Regions from separate parts of the Mustela erminea genome. Here region 1 is linked to region 2. A link is a contact called in public Hi-C data. All regions are on one chromosome and are shown on one strand. The core of a region is the stretch at or near the end of the contact, and the rest is flanking DNA. Distances in the headings are between cores, read along the strand shown. Region 1 holds the start of AHI1 (jouberin). Region 2 holds the start of BCLAF1 (bcl-2-associated transcription factor 1).

Region 1 (6,426 bases), core at 1,594-4,093, 690 kb before region 2:
ATTTAAAATAATGTCTTAAAAACAAACAAACAAACCAGTGAACATCTGTTACAACTGTAATACTGTAATAGATACTTCTTATGGGTACACTCGGTGAGCTTAGTGGGGCCTGTTGAGCTGGGTATCTGAGGGGAACTAGCCAGCTATAAGCACTGGCTCAGTGTCACACCCCTAGATTCAAATCCCAGTTCTACTTGCCAGTAAATTAACTTCTGGACCTCGATTTCCTAATCTTTCAAAAGAGAATAACAATAATAAATCACTCATAAAGTTTTTGTACAGGTTAAGTGAGAATATGCAAATAAAACAGCACAATGCCTGGAACATGGCAAGCCCTTTGAAAATGACAGCTATTACCACTGTATATATACATACATGTTTATGCATATAATCAGGTTGTTTGGTAGGCATTAGAATATAGTAATCCAGCAAGGAGGCAAAAGATTTGAGAACTAGGGTTTATATCTGTGGTGGTTTCAGGGAAAAAGTTCCAAAGACAGAATTCTGGAAGCCCAAAAATAAAGCAAAAGTACATCAAAGAGAGAGGTGAAAGCTCGAAGAGAGAGGTAACCAAGGGAAAGAAGTTTGTTGTTGTTATTGTTAGAGAGAGACAGAAAGAGACAGAGCAAGTGGTGGAGGGGAGAGAGAGCAAGCAAGGTGCAGAAGGAGAAGGAGAGACAATTTCAGGCTGGCGCCATGCTAGATTTTAGGACCCTGAAATCATGACCTGAGCGGGTATCAGGAGTCAGATGCTTAAGCAACTGAGCCTCCAAGTGCCCTCCAAAGAAAAAGAAGTTTAAGAAAGAAGTTTTCTATCACTGTGTGGTACCAAGTTGTAGAGTGTCCACTGGATCTACAGTCCAGTCAGCAAGTCACATGTTTGCAAAGCTGTTTGTGAAGGGGTGGAAATCTGGTGGCAACAGGTGGAGAGATGAATGGGAGGTGAGACCCATAGAAGAAACATGTGGCTAATCCTTTCCACGATTCTGCTTCCTACTGACTTCCCTCACCCTCAAAGGCAGGGACATGATACAGCAGCTTTGAGGGATAAAAAAAACTATGGAAAGATTTTACTTTTTTTCTTAAGATTGTTTCCATGCTTCTATCACCTTATCCTTTTAAAAAATAAATCATCCTCTTCATTGCAAGCAGAAAAAATGTACTAAAATACAAATGCAATGGTATCATTTGTTTAAATCTCTTCACTAGATTTCAGTCACTTACTGGAAAAAAACTGGAAGTCCATACCACTGGCGGGGGGGTCAAGGCTATTTATGAAATGACTCATTCTCCAGCCACAGTTCCACACACATTCTGAATTCTAACCATGTGAAATACTTATAGGCTCTCAATTGTGCCAAATGCCTTCCTGCCTTTATACCATTACACACCCACCTCTCTCTCCTGAGATATGCCCTTCTTCTGTCACTCCAACAAACTCTTAACTATCCTTTAATGCTAAATGCAGACTGTATCTTCTCTGGGAGCACTCTAACCTCAAGGGGCGGTTAAATACTTTTCTGTGCTCCCACAGTGCCTTGAGCTCCATACCTCCCTCTCTACTTCAGTCCTTTATTTTCACCCTGGTAGAATGTTTTATGACCCAGGAAATTAAAATGGTACCTACTTTATTGTAAGGAGAAAAGGAAATGCTGAAAAGCAAAGTGATCAGCACAGTGGCTGGCACACTGTAGGTGCTCAATAAAATAACTTTATATCTATTATTATAGCACTAAATATAAGTGTGCAATAAAATAAAATACATCAATACAATACATAATGTAGTGACATTATTTACTATTACTTAGTAGTTCAATGCACAGTTGAACAAACACTAATACTACTTAATATGGCAAATACATTACAGAAATAATCATTTCCAAACAATTTGTCCCATAGCAAATACATTATAGAATTAATGACTAATATTTGATTAGTAACATCATTGGCAAAAACAAGGTCAAACTTAAAATGACATCCCTGAGCCTCATATATATGTTTTTTTTTAAGATTTTATTTATTTATCAGAGAGAGAGAGAGAGAGAGCGCGCAAGCACAGGCAGACAGAATGGCAGGCAGAGGCAGAGGGAGAAGCAGGCTCCCTCCCGAGCAAGGAGCCCGATGTGGGACTCGATCCCAGGACTCTGGGATCATGACCTGAGCCGAAGGCAGCTGCTTAACCAACTGAGCCACCCAGGCGTCCCTATACGATTATTTTAAAGATGCTCCCTCACAAACCCTTTTATAAGAGACGCTGAGAAATACTCACTACGAAAATTAACAATACATTTCATCTCATTTTTCTTTTTCTCTAAACATCTGATTACCGGCCAATAAATGTCTAAAGATCAAAGGGAGAAGCAGCAGAGGCTTAGATAATTCACCCTTTAGCTGAATTTTATAGCATAGGAAAAAAAGAAACTAACGAAAACCCTGTATACATAATTGAACTGATAAATCAAGATACTCTCCATAAACAAACAAAATTCTAAATATGGTTTTAAAAACTTTTGGTATTCGGATTTTTCAAATACTTTTTGAAATTTCCCAGAGTTCTCAGAACGAGCAATCTATTCCTTGAAACTCCAAGCAGTAACAGCAAAATAAATAATGCAACAGGTGAAAGAAATTGTTAGCATCCTTTTCTCAAAAAAAGTAAAAGCCACACACTGCAGTTTGTTTCCACAGTACTGCTGAAATACACCACAGCCACTGGTAGCGATTCTAAATAGTGCACTCTTTTTTCTGTTTGTAAACAGATCGACATGACTCTTACAAACGTTAACATACTTATCACTTTTTCTCGGATGTAATTAAGAAGGCATTTCACAGGTTCGAGGTTCAGCACCAAGCTGACACCCTACAAGGAAATAAACGTATTTAGTGCGTGTCTGAGTTACATGCTTTTAAGCCAGAATCCGGAATGGGAAAGGCAGAGGTTGCCTTTCCTCCACGGCGGATCTGGGCACCGCGCCGAGGCCTCAGGAGACAGGAGCCCAGGGAAGGGAGCGGGAAAAGTACTTAGAGCTGTTCATTAGGAACTATCTCCCAGGGCTCCAAGGCACTGGGCGGGTCAGCCCGCGGTGGCGCCGCACCGCCCCCGTCCCGCCCCCCAGCGCGCCGCCTCCGCGCTCTCGGACCTGACCAATACCCCCCTAGCCACCGCCCCCTCTGAGAGGGCCCAGTCAGGCCAAGAACCCGGCCCGGGCTCCCGCCACCAGCAGGCCTGCAGCGTACTCACCGAGAACAGAGTCCGGAGCGGCCGACAGTCCGTCCCGCCGGAGCCGACACTGGGACTGTGCGAAGCGGATCCCTGCGCCGCCGGGGGCGCGAGCCGGGAGCCAGGCACCCGCGTAGCCACCCTAGCCGCCAGCCACTCCGGCTCTGAGAGCCCACCGGGTGGTGCAGTACGGGCGCCGCCCGCTGACGTCAGAGCCTGCCTACGCCGCCGTTCCCACGACAACCGATGCGGCCCGAGCTCCCGGCCTGGACCGCTGCGGGGCCTCGACGTCCCTCCACGGCCCCGCCCCCGCGCCGCCGACTCCGGGGCCCGGAGCTGCGGCAGTGTCGTGCTTGCGGAGGTGGTGCGCGCGCCGCACCCGCGGGCCTTCAGACTGCGGTCGGGCACGCGCTCCGGCGGCCGCGCGCGGGACTCCTCGTGCGCGTGTAGGAAGCGCGACGCCGCGGTCCTCCGGAGAAAGAATTTCCCGTACCCTAGCGCCAGGGAGACCTGCGAATACGTAGGGTCTGAGCCCGTCCGGTCGTCACCGCCGAGAAAGTGTTTTCAGAACTGGAGCCAGCGCTGGAGAAAAAAACCAGAGGGGCCAGAGATAGGGAGGCTGTCGTGGAACCCGCCAAGGCCGAGAAGCGTGAATGAGGCAAAGCAGCAGGCACGCCACCTCCCAAGCGATCGCGCCCACAAAATGAAACATCCCTTTAAACGCGGAGAATAGAGTTGTACTGTAGACCAAACCTTAAAGAAAAAAATGTTCGTAATTCGTGTGGCGCTGAGTTATCACACCAAATGTTTAAAGCAAAACAACAAAACAAAACAAAAAAACTCCTCATTTTTTCCATACCCAGTTCTCCCTCCCACTTTCTAATTTTTGCCACAGGCGCCATTTTTACCTCTGAGTCACCAGGGATGGAAAAATATGAGACAGGTTCCTCCCCAACTCTTGAATTTCCTGCAGTTGCGGTCATACACTGCACCATAACCTGTTGCTTAGTTTGCAAAGTGAGAGTGTTAGCATGTTTCTTCAGAGGCCATCTTTTCTATTCGTATTAGCAAAACCACACTTTACAAAACATATTTCATTTTCTTTCTACAAATCCTATGAGAATTCAGTGAGAAAAACCATCAATCCAAAGCATCTTAAACCGTTCAATTTTTCACCCTAGAACCTACTCCTGTTTCTGGATTTCTATTTTGGTTTAAGCAACCATCATCCTCCCCGTGTTGTAAATGCCTATAGAGCATCCTAAATGCCTCTTAGACCAAATTATATCCATTTTCCTATCTACTGTCTACTAGTGTATAGCCTATCTATCCATCTTAACTGGGGCTGCCTCATGCCAGCTTTCATTACTTCTAACTATTCTTGTGAGAGGCTTCTTTGCCAGTCTCCTGATTCCAGGTTTGATTCCATAATGCCATCCTCCATACTGCTACCAGAATGACCTCACTAAACATGTAAATCTGATAATGCCACTGTCCTGAAAATTCTTCAAAGGATTATCTGTAAGAGAAAATTTAGTTACTTTGCCTAAGATATAAGATACTCCATCTGCCTGACTAGTTTCTTCTCTCATTGTCTCTTTTCAGTGTTATGCTTCGGTAATATTAAATTATGTGTACTGTGCAAAACAGTCCATACCGTCTCATGTCCCCTTTCTTGTACCTATTGTCTCCTCTCTCTGAAAAATCTCTTCTTGTAAACTCCTACACCTCCATATGTCTACCCAAATGTAGTCTATACTTTGAATCCATCTATTTCGTTTTTTCCCTAGGGCCCTCAGCTAAAGAGATGTAAGGAGCAATGAGCAGATAGTGCTTAGATCTTGGTTTCTAAACACCATTTTCTACTAAAAGGAACTAGAGCCGCTTGGGGAAATGACTGATTCAGAACAGTAACAGGGGAAGTACAACATGAGCCTGAAAAACCTTGTTGCACCAGAAATTAAAGACGTTTTCACAGAATAATGGAACATATGAAAGGGACACAGAAACCAGCTTGAAGGAGCCTCCATTGGCCACATCTGGGTCAATTTGAGCACCATTACAATAATGTTAATAGATTATGATCTGCTGAATAAAATAGGAATACTTCAGTCTATACTGAAATAAAAGCATGAATATTTTTTAAATGGGCATAAAGTAACGCTCTTCCTTATAATAAGAATATATATATATATATATATATATATATATATGTATATATATTCCTTATATGCTAACTAACATATGTAGCAGGAATGATATAGGTAGAAATATCACCATTTGGCAACTATTATAGTAAAAATTGACTTAGCCAAGAGTCATCAGTGTATGCTAAAACTAGAGTGTGAGAACTTTAAGAGGAACATAATGGTCTCAGAGTATCTCCTGGCCAAATATACTAATCACGAAGGGAAAAATAAAAACTTAACAGTGGAGAAATCTGGCACTGGTAAGCAAAGTTACCATTCCCAGTAAGAGGACAAATCAACATTGTATGCCACATTGTTTCCACTGTATGGAAACAGACAATTGGAACACACTTTTGTGATGCTGCTGCCAAAAAATGCTAAGTGAGAATCTAATCATGAGGAAGGGTCAGACAATCTCAAACAGGGACATTTTTACAAAATCATAGATCTCTACTCTTCAAAAGATTGTCAAGGTCATGAAAGACAAAAGAACAACTAAAGAACTTTTTTCAGATTGTGGGGAACTAAAAAGACATGACAACAAAATGGAACATATGGCTCTGCATTGGATCCTTTTTCTGTAAAGGATATTATTGGGATAACTGACAAAATTTGAATTGGGCCTGTGGACTAACTGGTATTTTACATATCACCAATATATTAACAAAGTTAATTTCCTGATTTTGATTACTATAGTCTACTAATGTAGGAGTTATCATTGTTTCCAGAAAATACACACTGAATTATCTAGAGGTAATGAAGCTTCATGCCTGCAACTTACTCAAACGTTCAGAAAAAAGTATATATAAATAACATATGTAAGTAAAATGTGAATGTGTATAGAGAAAAGATAATGAAGCAAATGTAATATGTCAACAATTGGAGAGTCTGGGCAAAGTTAGAAGTTCTTTGTACTATTCTTACAATTTTTTTTTTTAAGTTTAAAAGTATTTCAGAATAATAAAAAATGGTTTAAAGGTACTGAGGTTTCTGGCTTAGGAAACTGGATGGAAAATG
Region 2 (6,873 bases), core at 3,007-5,506:
ATTACATCTAGAAAGCAGGCCAGAATAGAAAAAAAGAGTAGATTTTATTATAACGGCAATGGGAAGGCTCTGCAACAATCATGGAAGTCACCACCAGATTTACATTTTAAAATGGGGCTGTGCATAGCATGGACAATATGGAGAGGACAACAAGGAGATAAATTAGAAGGTTGAGGTTCAATATAATGGTTACCTGGAAAAGTAGTAGCAATGAAGTTGGAAAAAAGAGGCAAAGTGAGAATCAGATGTAGAAGTGCAGTCAATAGCACTTGTTCATAGGTTGTTGGTGGGGAGCAGAGAGAAGGCGGGAGGGAAGAGAGCGGGGCACTTCGACAGTGTCCCTGAAGTCTCAGTTTTGGGCTCAAGCTTCTGGGAGATGTGCAAGTTTGGGACAGTAAAGAAGAGATTTCTTTGCCCTTTCAGGTTGCCCATGGTTAGAATACAAATGGTTAATCCAGAATTTGACCCAGATCTCTTGATTCCAGTTCCTGCACTCTCTCCAGTGCCCTGACAGGTGCTTGATGTGGCCATAACCTATATATAGAATTCAAAATGCCAAATCAATCTTCCCTTTATTACAACCAAGACTGCTAAGAGACTGTTAAAAAAAAAGTGTAAAAAGAGAGGGAATAAATTGCTTTATATGTTTTTATCCAATTGATTCACCAACCAGTGAGAAATATTAAGAGAATAAATCAGGCCATATTTATTACTTCTTGTTAAGAAAGTCTTTTATGCAAGAATACATTATGATCAGCTAGAACACAAGTGATGAAAAGAACAGAGTTCAACAAAATACTCAAGCTCAAGCCCCCCAAAATGGTTTCTTTAGATTACCCTATCAAGCATATTTGAGCCAAGTTTTCATTTTAGCAGTTTCTGGGAGTTTGGCTTCCAGATTTCTGTAAACAATCACTGCTATTCACATCTTTAATAATCCTAAAAATAATATCCTAATACTATTATTACAACAGACTAGGTTCAAAAATCCTGACTTGACCATTAACTAGGTGCTCACCACTGGAAAAGTTACTACCTTAATCTCTTTCAGCTTCAATTTCCACAGGTATAAAATAAGGCTATCAGTAATGGTACTTACAGGTTTAAGGTTACATGAACTAATGAATGTAAACAGCATTTTGCACACGGTACATTCAAACATCAGCTATCATTATTGGTAACTGGTTTGTGACCGTTTTTCCTGCAGGTCATCTAATCTTGCTTCAAATGATTCTTTTAAGAATAAGTAATTCCAATAGAAAATTAATCAGCATTATAAATGCATAATAAAATGACTGGAATTTTGCTTTTTAATACTCCGAAAAGAAACACCTGGGTGACTCAATCAGTTGAGCATCTTTCACTCATGGCATTATCCCAAGATCCTGGGAACTGAGCCTTCAGCAGGGAGTCTGCTTCGCCCTCTCCCTCTGCCCCTCAGGCTCGCTCTTTCATTCACCCTCTCAAATAAATAAAATCTTTAAAATAAAAATACAATACTCCCCAAAAAAGTAAATAATTAAAATTGGTAAACGCTGACAATTACTAAACCTGTATGATGAAAGCACAGGAGCTCACTATTGTTTCTACTTTTGTCCTTGAAAATTTCCATAATTAAAAACTTTTGAAAAATGACAGGTTTAGTCACAAGTTTTGTCCAGCCTGTCATCCAGCTTTAAAACAAAACAAAACCAAACCAGCAAGGGACTGAGAAAAATGCCTGCATTCTAGACCAGACTGAGCCACTCCTTGGCTCATGTGGCCTTAAAATGCTCTACCTTTTTGGTGTCTACCTAAGTGTAGAAATACTGGATCAAGTTTGAGAACTCCACAAAATAATACACAAGAATTATTACTACCTTAACGTTTCTAGATTACTTTTTTTCTGTCCTGGAGTCAAATAAAATATTAATGTTTAAGATTCTGAGATAACAGGGGCGCCTGGGTGGCTCAGTGGGTTAAGCCACTGCCTTCCGCTCCGGTCATGATCTCAGAGTCCTGGGATCGAGCCCCGGATCGGGCTTTCTGCTCAGCGGGGAGCCTGCTTCCTCCTCTCTCTCTGCCTGCCTCTCTGCCTGCTTGTGATCTCTGTTTGTCAAATAAATAAATAAAATCTTAAAAAAAAAAAAAAAAGATTCTGAGATAACACTAAATGACCACTGTCTAAGAATCTGGATGTGAAGAAGGAACAAATTCATAACCTAAAAGTGTAACGTAAACATTTATACTTACTATCCAGAGATATACTGGGCTTCCTGATTCCCTTATCTACATCTTTGTTCATTAATAAATCAGTGTAAATTACAAAGAATTCAGCTAGTGTTCAACTAAGGATTTTGAATGTAGTTTCTGGAAACTCCCAATCCAAAGTTCTATACAGAACTGAAAAGACTTTCTCTATTTCTACAAGTCTTCTCATCACACAGTTAAATCTAATAGAGGTAGATGAATTCAATAAACTCACGTAGACCTAAGTCTTTCAGGTGGTTTTTAGAGATCTGTCTCTTGAGTCCTAAAATATTACTGTTCTTACAAAAAAAGAAAAATCTCCTAGGCTACCAATTATCTGAATGAAGGGGGATTCCAATGTTTATTACCACAACGTTAGTGAAAACACAGTATCCTTAAAACAAAATGGCTATGAGCCATCAGTACATAAACTTTGGGTTGTTCACCATGAGTTATTTTAGACACATAATACTTCTTATAGAATTATTTACCCTAAATTGGCTAGAATCACATAAAAATGCTGATAAACTTGTAGCGGTTTTTCCTATGTAATGAATCTCTACTGTCGAAACAGTAGCCCAACCATTCCAACTAGAGTCTAACTGGAACGAGAATTTACACGAGGATTAAGGAATTCTGGTTTCCTTTTTAATATCCACAATAAATGAAAAGGCACTGCTCCAATAACATGTGTCTTAAGTAACTAATCTCTTTACGTTAGTTTTGGTCACATCTACTTTCAACTTTAGCCTTTTTTCAGCCTAAAACGTTAAAAAAAAAAACTGACATAGGAAAGTGGTTGCTACTACTACTGCTTGATTCTGATAAGATAAATCTTAATGTGAAGAAAGCCAACTTACGGACTTAAAGTGAGAGCCAAGTCCCTAACCTTAACTCGCCACTCCCCCCCCATTACCCCCACTGTCATATCATGGTTTCAATATCTGACTCGAAATAAAGACCTGAATCACTTGCCAAAAGGATGTGGTCTCGCGGGTACTACTCAAAGACTGCCTTTTGGACCCGGGTAAGGGGGCGGGGGAGAAACAACAAGGCTACTCTTCGATCCATCAGCTAAGGCCTGCTCTCTAGGCTAGGAACCGGTAACCAGGCACAACTCTGAGAGTCGAGCGCACACGTTCGCTTCAAAACAAAGTGGGTTGCCAGGGGGATCCGAGATTAACCTCGGAGAAAACCATCCCGCGACGCCGGAGGCGGATGCCCGCGTCAGAGACGAGGGACAACAGAACACGTTCTTAGTAACAAAAAAAAACAAAAATCAAAAAACAAAAAACAAAAAAACCGGGGCCTAAACCGACGAGCAGCGTGAAGCCGGAAAAAAGGAATTTAAAGACCACGTGAAAACGGGTCAACCTACCCAACGCACTTTGCTTCAGGTCATAGTTGTTTTGTGGAAGCCCCAAAGCCTGGAAGAAAGGTGGCGCTCCCAGCCAATGAGAAGCGAACACAAGCTGCACCTCCACCGGCCTCAGCAGCCGTAGGCGGAGAACGGAGGAAGCGCGCGTGCGCCGGGAGAGCTTTCAGTCGGGCGCGCGCAAGAGTCCGGGCCGAGGAAATGGGGGAAGGGTGGAAGAGGGAGGTATGCGCACGCGCACGGGAAGGCCGCGCGGTCTCTGGGTTTCGAGCCAGGTTCGTAACCGCGCGCGCGCGCACCGTTCTCGCTGCTCACCCCACCCCCCACCTTTCCGACCTGTAGTGCCCCGAAAACCTGAGGGAATCTGATGGGAGAAACGCATAAATAACGGCGAAAGGGTCTCCTGGGTCCTCCTGTAGCCGCCAACCCGTCACTACCCACAAAAGATTCAACAATATTCACTCATCCTCGGGATTTGCTGCCCTTCGAGTGATTTGAATGCAGCATGAGGCCTACCTGAAACGCCGAAAGCACCGTTCCCGGGACTTATCTCCGTTGTAACTACACAGCGGCCATTTCCCGACTCGAGAACGGGAGAAAACCATAGAGGTATCTTCGACGCGCTAGCCCGCCTCCGTCACTTCCGATTTGGGGCGTGGCCGCCAGTGCCGCTAAATATCTGGACTAGCCCCGCCCACCCTTCCGCCCTAAACTGGCTCCTCAGCTATTAAGATGTTGCCGGAGGCTTTCTGGGAAGTCTCGTGGTAGGTCTCGCGCGATGATCTGGTGGCTCCGCCCTCCGGCCTAGAGCTGCCGCCTCTGAGGTGGTGACAGTAGATGGTGGGCGGGGTGTTTTGTTAGGCCTTGAGGTCTCCTGGCCACAAGGTGGAATTCGCGGGAGTCTCTACCTAGCTTTGAAGGTGCTCCGTGGACCTCTCTGTCGGCCCCGCTTGTTGCTTGTTTGGTCTATTCATACTGTGGCGCCGACGCGGACCAAAAGCAGAAAGCCAGTCTGACGCCGAGGAAAGACAAGGAGGCTAGAGGGCTGTTGGCACACCGAGTCTCCCTTCGCCAGCAAGCGCCGAGTTTCTTCTCGGACGCCTTAACTGGAAACTTGGAAGTGTCAATTTTGCTTTGATGTAAAATGTGCCAAACGCCCTTCGATTGTTGAAAAATGGCCACGAGCTAAGTCCCCTTCCAGAGTAGCGTCAGACCAACTCTGTTACCCGTAACAGAGTTCGAACCACAGAGCTCCGAGCAGCTTGGGCTGTCCTGCTTTGCATCAGAAGCCGGTGCTCCTTTCCTCCCGACGCTGCTAAAGCATTACCACTTAGGCACCCTGGAATGTTGGCGTAGGCATAAAAATAATACAGAGCACGAAGCATAACGATCATTTGTGCCGGCCGAGAAACAGCCCAATATAGCTTGGTCTGCCAGAAATATAAGTCAGATTATAAATAGGCAAGCCGCGTTTGATTGGGACAGAATTTCAAATAAAAGCCATCGTGCATTTTCTATTAATACTTGTCTGGGCTGCACTTTCTTCCTTAGGCCCTGAAACCGTTATTACTTTGATGTTTAGGGACTTAAACTACCTTAAAGGATTTCAAAGTTATAATTAGCAAAGCATCTTGTGTCAATTAAATCCAGTGTTGGGCCCTAGTTGTGAATTTAACACTGTGCTTAGGGCATTCTCTCACAATCCGATTTGCCAGCTCAACTAAAAAAAAATAACCTCATTTTCATGGAATAAATTCTCATTTTTCTCTCGCTGTACAGCCTGCCCCTAACCCTACCACCACCACCACCATCCCAATGTGGAAAAAGTAATCTTTGGCCTATGTGGTGCACCGACAAGTCCCAAGCATTTTGTAGGTGCTCAGTATTTGTTGAATGGGTGAACTATATTAAAAGAAAAAAACCTAAACTTTGATAGCTCAATATAACTCTACTATTCTTCATGGGGGGAGGGGGAGTGGAAAGTTGTTGAAAGGTTTTAATCAGAGGTATGACATCTATTTAAGAAAGATCTTTAAGTTGCTATGTGAGAAATGGTTGACACTGGGCAAGAGATCAGTTAGGATGTTGTTTAGTAATTTAAGTGAGGTAATGATCATGCTGAGAAAAGGAAAAATTGTAAATATATTTTAGAAATGGCATTGACAGGTCTTCCTCATGGAATGGATTAGGAGTTTAGAGAAAGGGGGGAAATAGTGTTGCTAACTAGATCGTGGCCCTGATTAACTGGGTGCATTTTGGTACTGTTACAATAATTGGAGAAAATGATAGGATAGGGAGGAATGAACATGTTGTGAAATGGGAAGGAAATCACTAATTCCATTTTTTTTAAATTTTATGTATTTGTTTTAGAGAGGAATAGCTCATGAGAGCAGGGTGAGGGGCAGTGGGAGAAGGAGAGGGGAGCACCTCAAACAAACTCCATGCAGAGCTAGATGCAGGACTGGATCTCACGACCCTGAGATCATAATCTGAGTGAAACCAAGAAGTCAGACCCTTAACTGACTGAGCAACACAAGCACTCCATTTTTAATGTTAGGTTTGAGATGTGTGTGAAACATCCAAGTAGAGAGGCAAGGTGAGAATTTGAACATGTGCATTTGCAATTCAAAGGAGTGTTCTGGCTTGAGAGATAAAGTATAAAGATGATACTTAAAATCACAGGATAAAAGATAGAGATAAGAGATGACCTGGGACTGAACCCTTAAGAATCCCAACATTCAGAGATTTGTTAAAAGAGGAGGAGGAGCCAGTAAAGGAGACTCAAAAAAACCAGCCTATAATGGGGCACCTGGATAGTGCAGTCAGTTGAGTGACTGACTCTTGGTTTCAGCTCAAGTCATGATCTCAGGGTCATAGAATAAGACTGCACTGAGTTTGGGGTTCTTTCTGCCTCTCTCACTCATGTTCTCTCTCTCTCTCAAAAAATAAATAAATCTAAAAAAAAAAAAAGCTGGTAAAGTAGGGAATAGTGAAATCAAGTTATTAGTTATCTATTGCTGCATAACAAATGACCCCAACATCTAGTAACTTAAAACACTTATTTTTTCACAGTGTCTATGGGTCAGGAGTCTGTGAGCGGTCATCTGGATGGTTCTAGCTTAAGGTCTTGATCTGCCAGCTAAGACTGCAGTCATCTGAAATCTGTGGATTCACTCCAAGATCAGTCAGGGTTGTTGGCAGGAGACCTCAGTTCCTCATTGCCTGGACTTTTCCATAGGATGCCCGAGTGTCCCTTTGCATAGTAGCTG

What was found. A called contact is a pair of places that touch in the nucleus more often than the background predicts.
Region 1: a Hi-C map of skeletal muscle shows a contact between it and region 2, with 17 times the contacts expected there. The contact joins the promoter of AHI1 here to the promoter of BCLAF1 in region 2. A contact is called at or near these places in 2 of 3 Hi-C or Micro-C datasets (skeletal muscle and spleen).

Annotation. Positions count from the first base shown.
Region 1 is chr4:66,011,080-66,017,505 of mMusErm1.Pri, reverse strand. It overlaps AHI1 (jouberin), which reads right to left and starts at 2,843. Exons shown (of 24, transcript XM_032339440.1): 1 at 2,798-2,843.
Region 2 is chr4:65,323,213-65,330,085 of mMusErm1.Pri, reverse strand. BCLAF1 (bcl-2-associated transcription factor 1) reads right to left here and starts at 4,256. Exons shown (of 14, transcript XR_004284935.1): 1 at 4,121-4,256.